Regions from separate parts of the Mus musculus genome. Here regions 1 and 2 are each linked to region 3. The links are chromatin contacts, called in public HiChIP or PLAC-seq and promoter capture Hi-C maps. All regions are on one chromosome and are shown on one strand. Each heading gives the region's core, a stretch centred on a gene start, on an enhancer-like site or on the middle of the called end of the contact. The rest is flanking DNA. Distances are from core to core; before and after follow the strand shown. Region 1 has its middle 18 kb from the start of Map7. Region 2 overlaps Pde7b (phosphodiesterase 7B). Region 3 holds the start of Mtfr2 (mitochondrial fission regulator 2).

Region 1 (4,206 bases), core at 636-3,135, 190 kb after region 3:
ACGGGTCCTCTGTGTGAAAGTGCGTCGGCTCACAATCTCAGAGCACAGGCTGCACAGGAAGGAAGAAAGGCCTTGGGGATAAGAGAAAAGGAGATGAAGCCAAGATGGGCGTCAGACAGACTCTAGAGCTGGGAATATAGCTGGTGATCAAGAACTTGTCTGATATGGACCTGGCCCTGAGCTCAGTTCCCAGAATCACAGAACAGCAAGCCACCAAACAGAACCCTGGGTTCTGGGCTCAACATGACCTCATTTCAGAGACTGCATTAGCATCAAGCAAAAAATATCTCACTTTGAAGCAATTACAGCTTACTTAAAAAACTTAGTGGAGTGACTAAAATGAAAACCATCAAATCAACAAAATATACAAGGGCCGAAAAGGATGCAGAACAATCTCACAGGACGCTCACAGAAAAAGGTGTACAGCCACCCTAGAAGTGGCAACGTCTTACACAATCACATTGGAGACAACAATGTAAGTATCTGCCATAAATGAAACCAGTGACGTAAAAACCAACATACGAATATTTGCAACAGTTGTTTCTCCTACCCAAACCTAGGAGTGACTGGACGTCCTTAAGTTGGGGACAGGGAAGCACTAGGTGCTAGGGCAGGGAACTACCAATGCACATCACGGTGTGCTCAGATCTCAAATACATTAGGCTGTGGGGGCGGGGGGCGGCACCCCTGCAAAGGTTACATGGTATGCTTCCACTTAAGACTCTGGGAAAAGTCAAAGCAAAGATGGAAAATAGATCAGTGGGTGGGAAATGAGCCAGAGGGAGCTCTGGAAGACAAGACTCTAAGCCCTATCGACAGTGATGGTTATACATCTATAGCTACGTTGACAGTCTACTGAAACAACACATTTAAAAAACAATTAAAAACTCCTTTACTAGCCGGGCATGCCTTAAATCCCAACACTCGGGAGGCAGAGGCAGGCAGATTTCTGAGTTCGAGGCCAGCCTGGTCTACAAAGTGAGTTCCAGGACAGCCAGGGCTATACAGAGAAACCCTGTCTCAGAAAAAACAAAACAAAACAAAACAAAAAACAAAAAAACCAAAAACAAAAAACCCACCTCTACTTATTCGAGAATTTCTAATGTATTGATTTTTTTTTTCTGGCAACTTTTATGGAACGGTCTACTGGGCTATCTCATCTTTCCAATGCTCAATCTATTAATCATTATTATAAAGGATGTGCCCCCAACTCTTGGACCAACTGAAATTCCTCTGCTAGGAGAAACCAGTGGAAACCTCAATCCAAAGTAATGGCTTTAAAATATCATTTCAGTTTTGGAATGTTTGACCTTTTTGTCCCTCTTGGGCATCTCTCACTTCTCTGACTTGGCTGTCTGTCCCTCCTCCATTTTGAATGGTTGTCTATCCTGTCTGCAGTTTTTCTTTCTGATCTTTCCTGGAGTGGCCTTCAGACCTGACCTCGTGTCTGTTCCTGCAGGTTCACCAGTTAACTATCTGGCATCACTACTGACACTTTTCCACCTTTTCTTTTACTCAGTTGTACTCACTAATATGTTCGGGTCAAGCTTAAACTAATGAACCAATTAAAAGTGGATCGCCTTGTGTCTTCTTTTTACCTGTGATCCTCTGACATCTCAGAGTCCCAAACCGGCCTCCTTTTTTTATACCCACTGACAGGCCAGTGCCTACCTAGCTCTATCCAGGGACCTCAGAGTTAAGTCTGGAGACCAAACTCTCTCTCCTTTCTTCCTCCATCTGGTCTACACAGCTGCTCTGAAAAGAAGCTCTCCTTCCAGGTTCCAGAGCAAACCGGCACCTCCCGAACTCAAGCACAGCTGTCCCAAATGGGCAGGGTAGGAGGAAAAGGACCTCCCTAGGAGAGGGTGTGTTTGTGCTAATTGTGCAACCCAGCTCTTTAATTCTGATTAACAAAGCTTTATCAAGACAAGCCTTCCTGCTCCAACAATACTGTTCTAGCCTCTTGGCTTGACCTTTGGCCTCAACATATCCATCATGCCTAACTGATTTCCCTGAACACTCACTTTGAGCCTTTCACATTTGTCCTGTCAAGAAACTTTAGCTCCTCTCCTGTATGCCTTTATTTCCCCTCCTCCTCCCTCTGACCACACATCACTCCCTGTTGTTTGGCGGTTAAGTGCTAGCTGCAGCAGGTGCTCCGGGATGACCACAGCCAGAGTGGTCCATCCTTCCTCCACTGAACCCTCACGACCCGTACACATTGGCCTGTGGATTTCCTTACTAAACTCAAAGATCATATTCATCAACCTTCCAAACTCCGTCATTTTAATAACCCATGGAAAGTACACATTCTTGGTTAAATTAGTCTAAGCCTCGATGTCTTTAGTTCTTGTACTAACAAGACTTGAGTATGTTTTTTAAAGCTCTTCGAATAATTTGTTTTCAGGTATCATGACACAAGTGTGTGAATTCTTTAGAGACCATGCCAGTGTAAATTTGCGTTTCACACACATACCTAAGCTATGACAACAGCTGACTTCTCTTCAACTTACCAGTGGTTCTCAGGAGAGAACCACTGACTTAGCGAGATGTGAAGTTTGCCCCCTGAAGCAGCAGCAATTCTAGCTTCTAGGATCTGAATTTCAATAGGGAGGGGCTTACGTCACAGCATAAGCACAACCTGAGTGTCTACTTTCTATGCTTATTTGGGGACAACAGAGGCCCTTCTGGCTTAAATAAAGATCACTTTTTACTCTGGAAAATTTCATACAAGATACATGACCACAGTAAGAAAGTCTAAGTCTGGGCTGGAGAGATGGCTCAGTGGTTAAGAGCAGTGACTGCTCTTCTAGAGGTCCCAAGTTCCAATTCCCAGCACCCACATGGTGGCTCACAACCATCTGTAATAGGATCTGATGGCCTCTTCTGGTATATCTGAAGACAGTGACAGTGTACTCATATACATAAAATAAATAAATGTTAAAAAAAAGGGGGAGGGGGGGAGTCTAAGTCTTTCCACCAAGAATCCTGATTTTTAAAAACAACAACAACAAACAAACTCCATTCTAGGTTGTAAGTAATATCTTCCAATAGAATGGCAACAGATCTCACCAAAACATATGGGCATTAATTTATTCCTTGCACATCAGACTTTGGGCATCACAGATTAATCAAAAGCAGCATGAAACTTTAGCTCTGTGGTCTTTTTAAAGGAGGTTGGCAAATGGGATTTGCTCTGTGTAGCTGATTTCCATAGCTTGGAATCATACTAGGTGACACACAGAATTCCAGCTCCTAGTTTTGTGATGTGATGACCTAGGAATTTGCTCAAAATAATATTCTAATAAAAAGGACTTGACATCCTCTAGTGGTGAAACACAAATCTGTTTCTAAGACAACAGCATTTTCTAGTTCTTGCTTCCCTTTGACTATGGACAAGGAAAATACCCCCGTAAACCAAGAGAATGGTTCTACCTCAAGAAAAATGACTTTTTAAAAAATAATATAATTGTAAAAATTATAACATCATCACAACCCTTGAGCAAAAGCTAAACATATCTGCAGAACTGTTTTCTGAATGTTGCATTGATATAGTACCCTTTAAATACATACTATGCTGCCAAAGTTCACTCTATTTGAGTCCTATACATACACAAACATAGGCCTTTAATCTTGAACATATCACAGGTATTGTTTCTGTAATAACCCGAGATTTTAACCTCAAGTCTTGAAATACAGCCTTAGCACAAGGACATAATTTAAGAACCACTCAAGGTTGGATTCTACCTCAAAGTAATTATATACAAAAGGAATACAAAGGGAATGCGTCAGGAAAGAAGTTGCTGTTTGTGGCTGAGAAAGAGGACACACAGGGAATCTGGGACTTAGGAGGCTGAGGTGGCGAGCTCGGCAGGAGGACTCCAGGAATACATGGCAAGATCCCCATCTCAAGCAAAAAAGACAAAGGAAAAAAAAAGTGGCATTTTGAGGTGGTAACTCTTACTTCTTGGTGGCAATAAAACACAGGCTTAGGTACCCCTCTCATTCAATAAATTCCATATAAACCTATGATTTAAAAATAATAAATTGGGGGGCCGGAGAGATGGCATAGCATTTAAGAGCACTGACTGCTCTTCCAGAGGTCCTGAGTTCAATTCCCAGCAACCACATGGTGGCTCACAACCATCTGTAATGGGATCTGATGCCCTCTTCTGGTGTGTCTGAAGACAGCTGCAGTGTACTCAT
Region 2 (4,432 bases), core at 203-2,702, 160 kb before region 3:
GACAATGGGCTTGTGGTCCAAGATGGCTCCCTCCAGAAGAAGGCATTTGGTCTGAGTTTAAAAAGTAGCTTAAGTTTATCTCACTGTGAGGTCAGGTGGAACCTCTCAGCACAGGGACAAAGAGGGGGAAATGTGTGTGGCATACTTACTTCTCATTACAAAAAGTTGCTTCTCAGATCAGCATTCTGTTCTCTGGGCTTCAGCAAAGTGACAGACAGTAAGGCGACAAGAGTTTGACAGGGTCAGATGGAAGAGTGTGTCACTTTCAGGGAGGCTGTCGTGGCTTAGCTGCCTGGGATGGGCAATGGGAAGAATGTGAAGGGAGAGGGAGAGAAAAACGATGCCTAGAGCACAGCTAAAGTTGCAGTCAAGGACAGTAGGAAGTACAGTCTTCAAGATGATGACTCATGATTGGAAGGATTTCAAAAACAATTGGGTAATTAAAACATTAAATAATCAAATACTCATTTGAGATTCATTTTGAGGGAGAATACTTATTAGTAGACTCTCTACCCCCACCTAAAGTATGCACCAATATTCTTAAGGAACGAAAAGAAGTGGCTTTTCTACGTGTGGCACAGTTAATCCTCATTACAAAAAGAAAAAGAAAAAAAAAATCACCTCTCAGGTCAGTGCACTGTTCTCTGGATTTCAGTGATCCTCCCGAAAGAACCAACAAGCGGGGCTGGTGAGATGGCTCAGCAGTTAAGAGCGCCGACTGCTCTTCCACAAAGGTCCTGAGTTCAAATCACAGCAACCACGTGGTGGCTCACAGCCATCTGTAACCAAATCTGATACCCTCTTCTGGAGTGCCTGAAGACAGCTACAGTGTACTTACATATAATAAATAAATATTTTTTAAAAGAAAAAAAAGAACCAACACGCAAAGGAATCTAACATGTCAGGGCTTCATTTGCTACATAGAAGATTTTTTAATTTTTGTCATGACAAGACCCTTCCATCCACTTAAACACCTGTCTACCGAGGTTTGCGCTGCTGAGCATCAGACATAGAACAGACAGAAAGCAAGGCAGGCAGGCGCCTGTGCTTAGGCTGAGGCAGTTCTGAGTTCAAGGCCTGCCCAGGACACATAAGACTTGATCTCAACAACCAAAATAATATCAGGAAGAAGGAGAGGAAGGGTAGGAGTCAAATTCTCAGCCTATTTGTGCATTTTTATGAATGTATATTTTTTAGTGTTTATTGGTGGCGTGCTAGTTATTGCCCTCCTTGGTCACAGCAGCAGCTCTCAATCTGTAGCATAAATAGGAATTGTTTGGACGGCCTGGCACAGAGTCTATGATTCATGGTCTATCAGAGAAGAAGGGCCATTGAATTTGCAACTCTAGTCTCTTGTGCTGCCAGCGAAGCTAGCCTGAGAACTACACTCTCTGAGAGAGAGGAACTGTGAAGCAATGTCAGGCTCTTTCCTGTGGTCTTACAGTATCCACAGCACGGAATTGACGTCAGTGGGAATTACGCAGCCCTCAAAGGTGTCATGCGGAGGCCTTAAGTGTTTATGTACTCCTGCCCCTCCCCACGCAGCTCCTGCCTCCTGTTTTTCAGTTGCATTCCCCAATGGGCACTGCTGTTGCTGTTTCCTCTTAAGTTGCTGCAGTTACGGCTCCTTATGAGGTCAAACGGTCCCCGCTGGAGAGCTTTGCCAGCTGGGAGCAAACGTTCCTCTATCTGAACTTCTGCTGTTCTCCCTGCATTTAAAGCATGAATAAACTAATCTCCTGACCATCTGGAAAGGGAGGCAAGAACTGCCGAGTATTAGCGACTCTGAAGAGGCTGTGGTGGTCAGCATAAGGCCAGTCATGCACTTAGCCTGTACCACAATAAAGATAAATGGGTAAGAAATTGCCTTGTAGTAGCATTGGGAATCTAATGGTTCAGAAATTGCTATGCTTGTAAAAAAAAATTTTTTTTTTCTGTCAGTGGGTTTAAATCATGGTTCTTGTGTAGGCAAAGTCTTTTTTTTTTTCTTTTTTTTCAAAATAATACTCAGTTTTTCCTGGCTTTTGTCTTCAGGCATACACTGTTTTCGTTTTACATATGAGAAATTCAAGCTTGAAATTCTTGAGTAATTAGAGTATCAAATGAAGAAAGTAACAGTAGTGGAAAGAAGGGACAAATGTAGAGAATATTGTCAAACAAATAATAAAAGACTAGGTTTCTCCAGCAGGGGGCTTGCGAGACAAGAAGAGATTATTGGGAAAAACAAAAACAAGTTTTATACCATTGGATCTGTTTGCCTGCTTTCTTGCTTGCTTGCTTTAATCAAGAGACTGGTGACATCAGTTCCCAACATATGGAGATTATAAAATGATTTCGTTCATGTAAAAAAAGAAAACTGAGTTATACTTTGCATGTCCTGGTGACAATGGGTTGGCCTGTTTTATTGTTTTATTTCAAAACAATAAAAGTGTTTTTGAAATATTTGCAAATCCATGACTGGCATTTTGGTGAAAATGTTGACTTAGATGACAGTGTTTGGAGACCCTTACTAATTATTGCTAAAAATCGATAATGGAGGCCTTCTCAATAGTGACCTTACTAAGACAGTGTCCATGAGAGGTCAGCAGGTTGAGTAAAGAAATCTAATATTCCTTCCAAAAGAACAAACAGGTTCTCCCAGCTTCATTGTTCTGCCCAGTGTAAGCACTGTTCCTAGAACACAGCATGAGGCTAGGACCCTGCAGAGACTCCCAAAGTGCCCAAGTGTGAACCCATGCCTGTGTGTCTGCATACACATACCTGAAGAGAAAATCTGACACCACTGCATGGTCTTGAGGTTGAACTAGTGGTGTTTTGGGGCCTCAGGAAAGCATAATGGAGCAGTCTGCTGTGGCATGTTAGCTGCCGTTGAAATGCCTGTAGTCTTTTCTTTCTTTCCATATCTTTGGTGCCATGTGATACTGTGTGGGAATACTTTCCAGCCGCATTCGAAAGCATCCCCTGAAGTTGGAAACCCAATGGTTTGGAAGAGATATTTGAAATAACTCAAAATATACAGTGTAAACAAGCTGGCCTATTAGAATGAAGCGTACTAAATTAAAGATGCTTCGGTGGGCTTGGGACAGCCAGGTTGTGATTGGCTCTCCTTCACTAACCTTTTCTTCCATTACCTTCCCTTCCCCCTCCCTCCTCGCCTTTTTATTCTCTCTAAGACTCCCTCCTCCCCAACTCATATTTTCTCCCTTTTCTTACAAATCTATAAGCCCATACAGAACAGACATGTCTTTCCAGTATCAACAAATCGCTTCTGAAAACGTGCCTACTAGAGACCAGTAGTAACCACACCTTCAGTCCACTCTAAGTATGACAGAATTTCTTACGTAACAATTTTATTTGACTTGGCAAGTTAAACTGTAACTATTCCCACTTCAGTGTTACTGAGGTGTATCAGAAAGCCTCTGGGAAATCGTTTCAGATCCTTCTGTCTCCAAGTTACCTACTTAAAAGAAGCACCCCTGCCCTCTGAGAGAGGGGTGCAAATCCAAGTACCCCAACTTATTAAAAGTTAAATGAACCTCCATAGGACTGAATGCAGAAACGTATGTAGAAGCTTGTAGTGGACAAATTTATACCACCTCAAATTGAATGGGACTTCGGAAAGTTCTAGTTGAGGTGGATTTAAGTCCACGCTCACGTGAAGTGATTTCGTGAACTGAATAGACCTGTGTGAAGGGAAGGGAAATCCCAAACCACCTGGTGGTGGCACACAGGCAGCACATGGAGTCCGTGGCTAACATACCATACCTCGGAGGGAGGCTTGTGTCCGTGATTGAAGATAAGCGTGTGTGGTCTGAGTCGGAGGGTTGAAAGGAGGACCAGGAATAAGTGAGTGTGGCGTTCGGCGAGCATTAGGTATGAAAAGCAGATTGCTGGAGCCAGCAGTGAGCTTGTATGGATCAGTGCGTGGGAGCACCACAGCCACACAGCTTCATCTTCCCTCCTTATGGAGAGAAGAATTTCTTATGCGCCAGTCCATCAGTTTTGGAGTGAAATTAGTTCCAATCGGTTTAGGGGTGGGGTCAATCTCATTTCCAAGAGAACAGTCTAGAAATTCTGCTATGACCTCGTTTTGTTGTCAAAGGATCCAGTGCAACCCCCTTCCTCTCTATACCCCTTCCTCTCTGGGTCTCCATCCCCAGAGACTGTGGGCCCCTGTGGTTTTGTTCTGCACGCATGGATGGGCCCGGCTGGGTACCTCCTGGACTTCAATGTTCATTTCCACGTTGTTCCCAACCCCGATTGATCCCAACAATAAATCTTTCAAAACGGAAGTACTATATCAATCAGATTCTAGAGGTTCGACCGTGGTCATTGCCGACACCAGTTTTCTTGTTTGGGGGTGGTTGTTGTTATGGTTGTTGTTGTTGTTGTTGTTGTTGTTGTTGTTGTTGTTGTTGTTGGCTACATTTTC
Region 3 (4,081 bases), core at 1,309-3,808:
TAGGGTCTACGTAGCCCTGGCTATTCTGAAACTCTAACCAGTGGTTCTCAACCAGCGGGTGTCAATTGTTTTTTTTTTTTGGGGGGGGGGGTCACACATAAGATATTTACATTAGATTCATAACAGTAGTAAAATTACAGCTATGAAGAAGCAATAAAATAATTTTATTTTCAGTCTGGCCTCAAATTCACAGAGACCAACCTGCCTCAGCCTCCCAAATGCAAAAGACTTTTACAAATAGTGAGCCATATGAGAACAAGGATAACAACCCTAACTATGTGGTGATCCTCTGTGTCTTCTTGGGCTCTGACTGAGAGAGTAAAGGACCCCTATGAATACCACACTATCAACGGTGCACTACTGCAGACTCATCCTTCTCACACCGAAACAAAGACTGCAATGTTTACACAGAGGCTTTCTTTCCGGAATTTGGGATTGACCTTGGGAGCCTTGCTCATACTGGGCAAGTGTTCTACCACAGAGCCACGTATCTTATATCCTAGCCCTACTTCATGCCCTTTGACTTTGAGATGGAGTCTCACTAAGCTGCCCAAGAAGGTCTTCAACTCACTCTGTAGCCTAAGGTGACCCTGAAATGTAGATCCCTCTGTCTCAGTCTCTCTAACAACTGAGGCCTGTACTAACACACATGGTGTGACTTTGCTGTTTTCTATCTGCTGCTATGAGAAGCATCATGACCAAAAGCAACGTGGGGAGGAAAAAATGTCATCATGGGAGGAAGTTAGGACAGAAACTCAAAACAAAGCAGGAACCTGGAGGCAGGAGCTGATGGAGGAATGCTGATAACTGACTTGTTCCACCAGCTTTCTTATAAAAATTAGGGCCACCTGCTCAGGGGTGTTACCACCCACAATGGGCTGGGCTCTCCCACATCAATCACTAATTAAGAAAATGCTCGGGGCTGGTGAGATGGCTCAGTGGGTAAGAGCACCCGACTGCTCTTCCAGACTGCTCTTCCAAAGGTCTGGAGTTCAAATCCCAGCAACCACATGGTGGCTCGCAACCATCCTAACGAGATCTGATTCCCTCTTCTGGAGTGTCTGAAGACAGCTACAGTGTACTTACATATAAAATAAATAAATCTTAAAAAAAAAAAAAAAAAAAAAAAAAAAGTATGACTGGCTACCCTTTAAAAAAAAAAAAAAAAAGAAAATGCTCTACAGACTAGCCTATAGCCTGACTTTTGGAAGGCAATTTCTCAATCAGGGTTCCCTCTTCTCAGATCATTACAGTTTGTGTCAAGTTGAAATGAAACTAGCCAGTCACGATTCATCATCATTGAGGGAAGTCAGGCAGGAATAGAAGCAGAAACCCTGGCTCAGGCTCAACTAGCTTTCTTATACAGCTCAGAACTCATTATCCCAAGAATGGTATCCTCCACAGGGCTGGGCCCTACCACAACTATGAACAGTAAGGACACTCACTTAGAGACAGGGCCACAAGCCAACGTAATCTAAGCTATTTCTTGAGGTTCCTCTCCCCATAAGACTCTAATACCGAGTTGACAATAAAAACTAATCAGGGCAGAGAACATGTTCAAAATGGCACACTGTCCATCTGTAATCAGCCATTGGTAGGTGGTGGTGGGTGGTAACACCCCTGAGCAGGTGGCCCTAATTTTTATAAGAAAGCTGGTGGAACAAGTCAGTTATCAGCATTCCTCCATCAGCTCCTGCCTCCAGGTTCCTGCTTTGTTTTGAGTTTCTGTCCTAACTTCCTCCCATTGGTAGGGGGGGGGGATCAGGAGCTCAAGGAACGCCTGAACTGCATAGTGCCCTGCCTGGCTCAAAGAACAAAAACGACCCAAGAATAGCAGCAAAATCCAGACTTTTAGCCTAAGCTGCACCATATCCTGTCTCAAAGCAACGACAATAACGAGACCCAAAAATAAAGTTAGCAAAATTAATAAAAGACTTTTACCTGGTCTACGGGAACACCAAAATATTCCAGCACGTTTCTTAATATATTTAGAATGAAAGACATTGGTGAAGGAAGTTCAAGAAAACGCTGTTCGTTGGTACCTTAGAAGAGAAGTTATCAATTATTACTCTTGACAGGTAACTGCTACATAGACCGCACTAAGGAAACCACAGAGACCTTTCATGACACCATCAAGTGATTGCTCCTGGAGAGCTATTATTTTGAAGAGAGACTTAAAAGGAAAGAAAGAGCACTTTACTAAATTCCATTGCTATCTTACCGTGTGTGTGTGTGTGTGTGTGTGTGTGTGTGTGTGTGTGTGTGTAAAGGGATTGACAAGCAAATGTGCGACAGCCAAGATCACCATCCCTGGAGCTCTGCTGCCCCTGGAGAGAACCGCCCAGCCGCTCTCTTCACCCCGCGAGGAACGCCACCCGCCCGCGCTTCCGTCCGTCCGTCCGTCACCGGCCACCGACCGGAAGCCGAGGCCTAACGGAGCCCGTGCCACTCACCATCCCGCGGCATTGCACGGCGCCAGGCGGCCGGGGAAACTCTCCGGACGCGACCTACAGCCGCAGAGTAGCTTCTTCCCGGAATCGCTCGCCGCTTCCGACTCGACCCCAGCCTGGAATATCAAGCTTCGCGGGCCGGAGTTCGGAGTCTATCCCTATTGGACGCCGCCGGAGGACGCCGCCGGTGATTGGAAGGGTAAGAGCCAATAGGCGCATTCGAAAGGCGCATGCGCACCGTGCCCCCAGCATTCGGAATTGTGTCTTCTGCCTTTGCAACTTGTGCTTCACTCAGTCCTTTGCCAGTAAGGTGTCAAGCCTTCCCAACATTCAACAAAGAATCCGCCCACTTGTAATTGTTTAGTCATTCTGCGAAAATATCTAGCCGTTATGCTAAATGCTGGGATTACTCATGTTGAGCCACACTGTCCAGTCTAGTTGTTTACATGTCTTAGTGTGTGCACGCTACACATGCACATGCCAAAGTACCTGTTTCAAAGCCAAAGGACAATTTGTGTAGGATCCACGGATAGAACTTGAGACCTCAGGTTTGGTAGCAGGCTGCTTGAGCCATCTCGCTGACCCTAAGGCTTTTTTACACCTTTACCTTTCAAACTTTTGAAAGCTAATGAAAAGCAAAAAAGCTTTAATTAATCAAAACCAAAACAAAACCAAAAAACCCTTGTTTTGTATTGACAGTAAGAGATTATGGAAAGCAGAGTTATATACACTGGTCATAGCTATACTCACCACAACCCAATTCACAAATTGATATTTAATTGTAGTAATGTATTTAATTACAAAACCTCAGTTAAATAACTAAAGATTTGGCATGTCATGAGGACATGAGCATTAAGTTTTGAAATTCTTACATTTTCTTTTCCTTTCTTAGGAATGTTTTAATAATCTTAACAATTGCTGGGAGTGGTTGGCGCATGCCTTTAATCCCAGCACTCGGAGGCAGAGACAGGCGGATTTCTGAGTTCGAGGCCAGCCTAGTCTACAAAGTGAGTTCCAGGACAGCCAGGGCTATACAGAGAAACCCTGTCTCAAAAAACCAAACAAAACAAAAAACAAAAACAAATTACATATATATAAATATATGTATATATATAACATATATATATGAATATATGTATATTCTTAAAAAATAATAAGGCTGGGCATGGTGGTGCACGCCTTTAATCCCAGTACTTGGGAGGCAGAGGCAGGTGGATTTCTGGGTTCGAGGCCAGCCTGGTTAACAGAGTGAGTTCCAGGACAGCCAGGGCCACACAGAGAAACCCTGTCTCAAAAAAACCAAAAATAAAAAATAAAAAATAATACAGCATTTCTGAAAAGAAACAACCAAGACTGTATAAACTCTCTGGAGAAATGTGTTTTTTGGTTTTTGGTTGTTTTGGTTTGTTATTAATGTTTTGGGACATGATCGGAAATTAAAGAAAGTTGGCTTTGAAATGCTGCCTTTCCCTCATTTAAGGATCAGATCAACACAGTTCCTCCAAGTCTGTCCTAAGTGTGTGTGTGATGTCTTCTGAGAAGCCACCGCGGGTGCCAGCAATAGCATAAACTGTTTTTGGAGTCTCTTAGATTCAAATGACCAACAACTTAAGTTTCTCATATCCAGTACT

The links. Promoter capture Hi-C pulls out the DNA fragments that hold promoters and counts their contacts. HiChIP or PLAC-seq counts read pairs in DNA pulled down with a chosen protein or histone mark.
Region 1: a contact with region 3 is called in an H3K27ac HiChIP or PLAC-seq map of embryonic stem cells, with 5 read pairs. The contact joins the enhancer-like site here to the promoter of Mtfr2 in region 3. A contact is called at or near these places in 5 of 39 promoter capture datasets (the HPC-7 cell line, HPC-7-derived erythroid cells, cranial neural crest and 2 more), 5 of 115 datasets of contacts at active chromatin or transcription factors (effector CD8 T cells, embryonic stem cells, memory CD8 T cells and 1 more) and 3 of 9 other capture datasets (adipose tissue, liver and pancreatic islet).
Region 2: a promoter capture Hi-C map of the C10 cell line shows a contact between it and region 3, with 2.8 times the contacts expected there. The contact joins the enhancer-like site here to the promoter of Mtfr2 in region 3. A contact is called at or near these places in 4 of 39 promoter capture datasets (the 3T3-L1 cell line, the C10 cell line and liver), 3 of 484 Hi-C or Micro-C datasets (the Ba/F3 cell line and the G1E-ER4 cell line), 1 of 115 datasets of contacts at active chromatin or transcription factors (bone marrow-derived macrophages) and 1 of 9 other capture datasets (adipose tissue).

What each region holds. Positions count from the first base shown.
Region 1 is chr10:20,151,415-20,155,620 of GRCm38.p6, reverse strand. It overlaps a transcript of Map7 not described here. Among named protein-coding and RNA genes, the nearest start is that of Map7, 18 kb to the left of the region's middle. Within about 2 kb of position 1,885, at least 14 of the 459 cell types and tissues checked have an H3K27ac peak or open chromatin away from gene starts, as enhancers often do. A contact at or near this core is called in embryonic stem cells, where this site is marked.
Region 2 is chr10:20,502,756-20,507,187 of GRCm38.p6, reverse strand. The region is part of intron 1 of Pde7b (phosphodiesterase 7B); the gene reads left to right. Among named protein-coding and RNA genes, the nearest start is that of Pde7b, 43 kb to the left of the region's middle. Within about 2 kb of position 1,452, at least 43 of the 459 cell types and tissues checked have an H3K27ac peak or open chromatin away from gene starts, as enhancers often do. A contact at or near this core is called in adipose tissue and bone marrow-derived macrophages, where this site is marked.
Region 3 is chr10:20,346,296-20,350,376 of GRCm38.p6, reverse strand. Mtfr2 (mitochondrial fission regulator 2) reads right to left here and starts at 2,558. Exons shown (of 7, transcript NM_027930.3): 1 at 2,454-2,558; 2 at 1,942-2,042. The coding sequence starts at 2,466.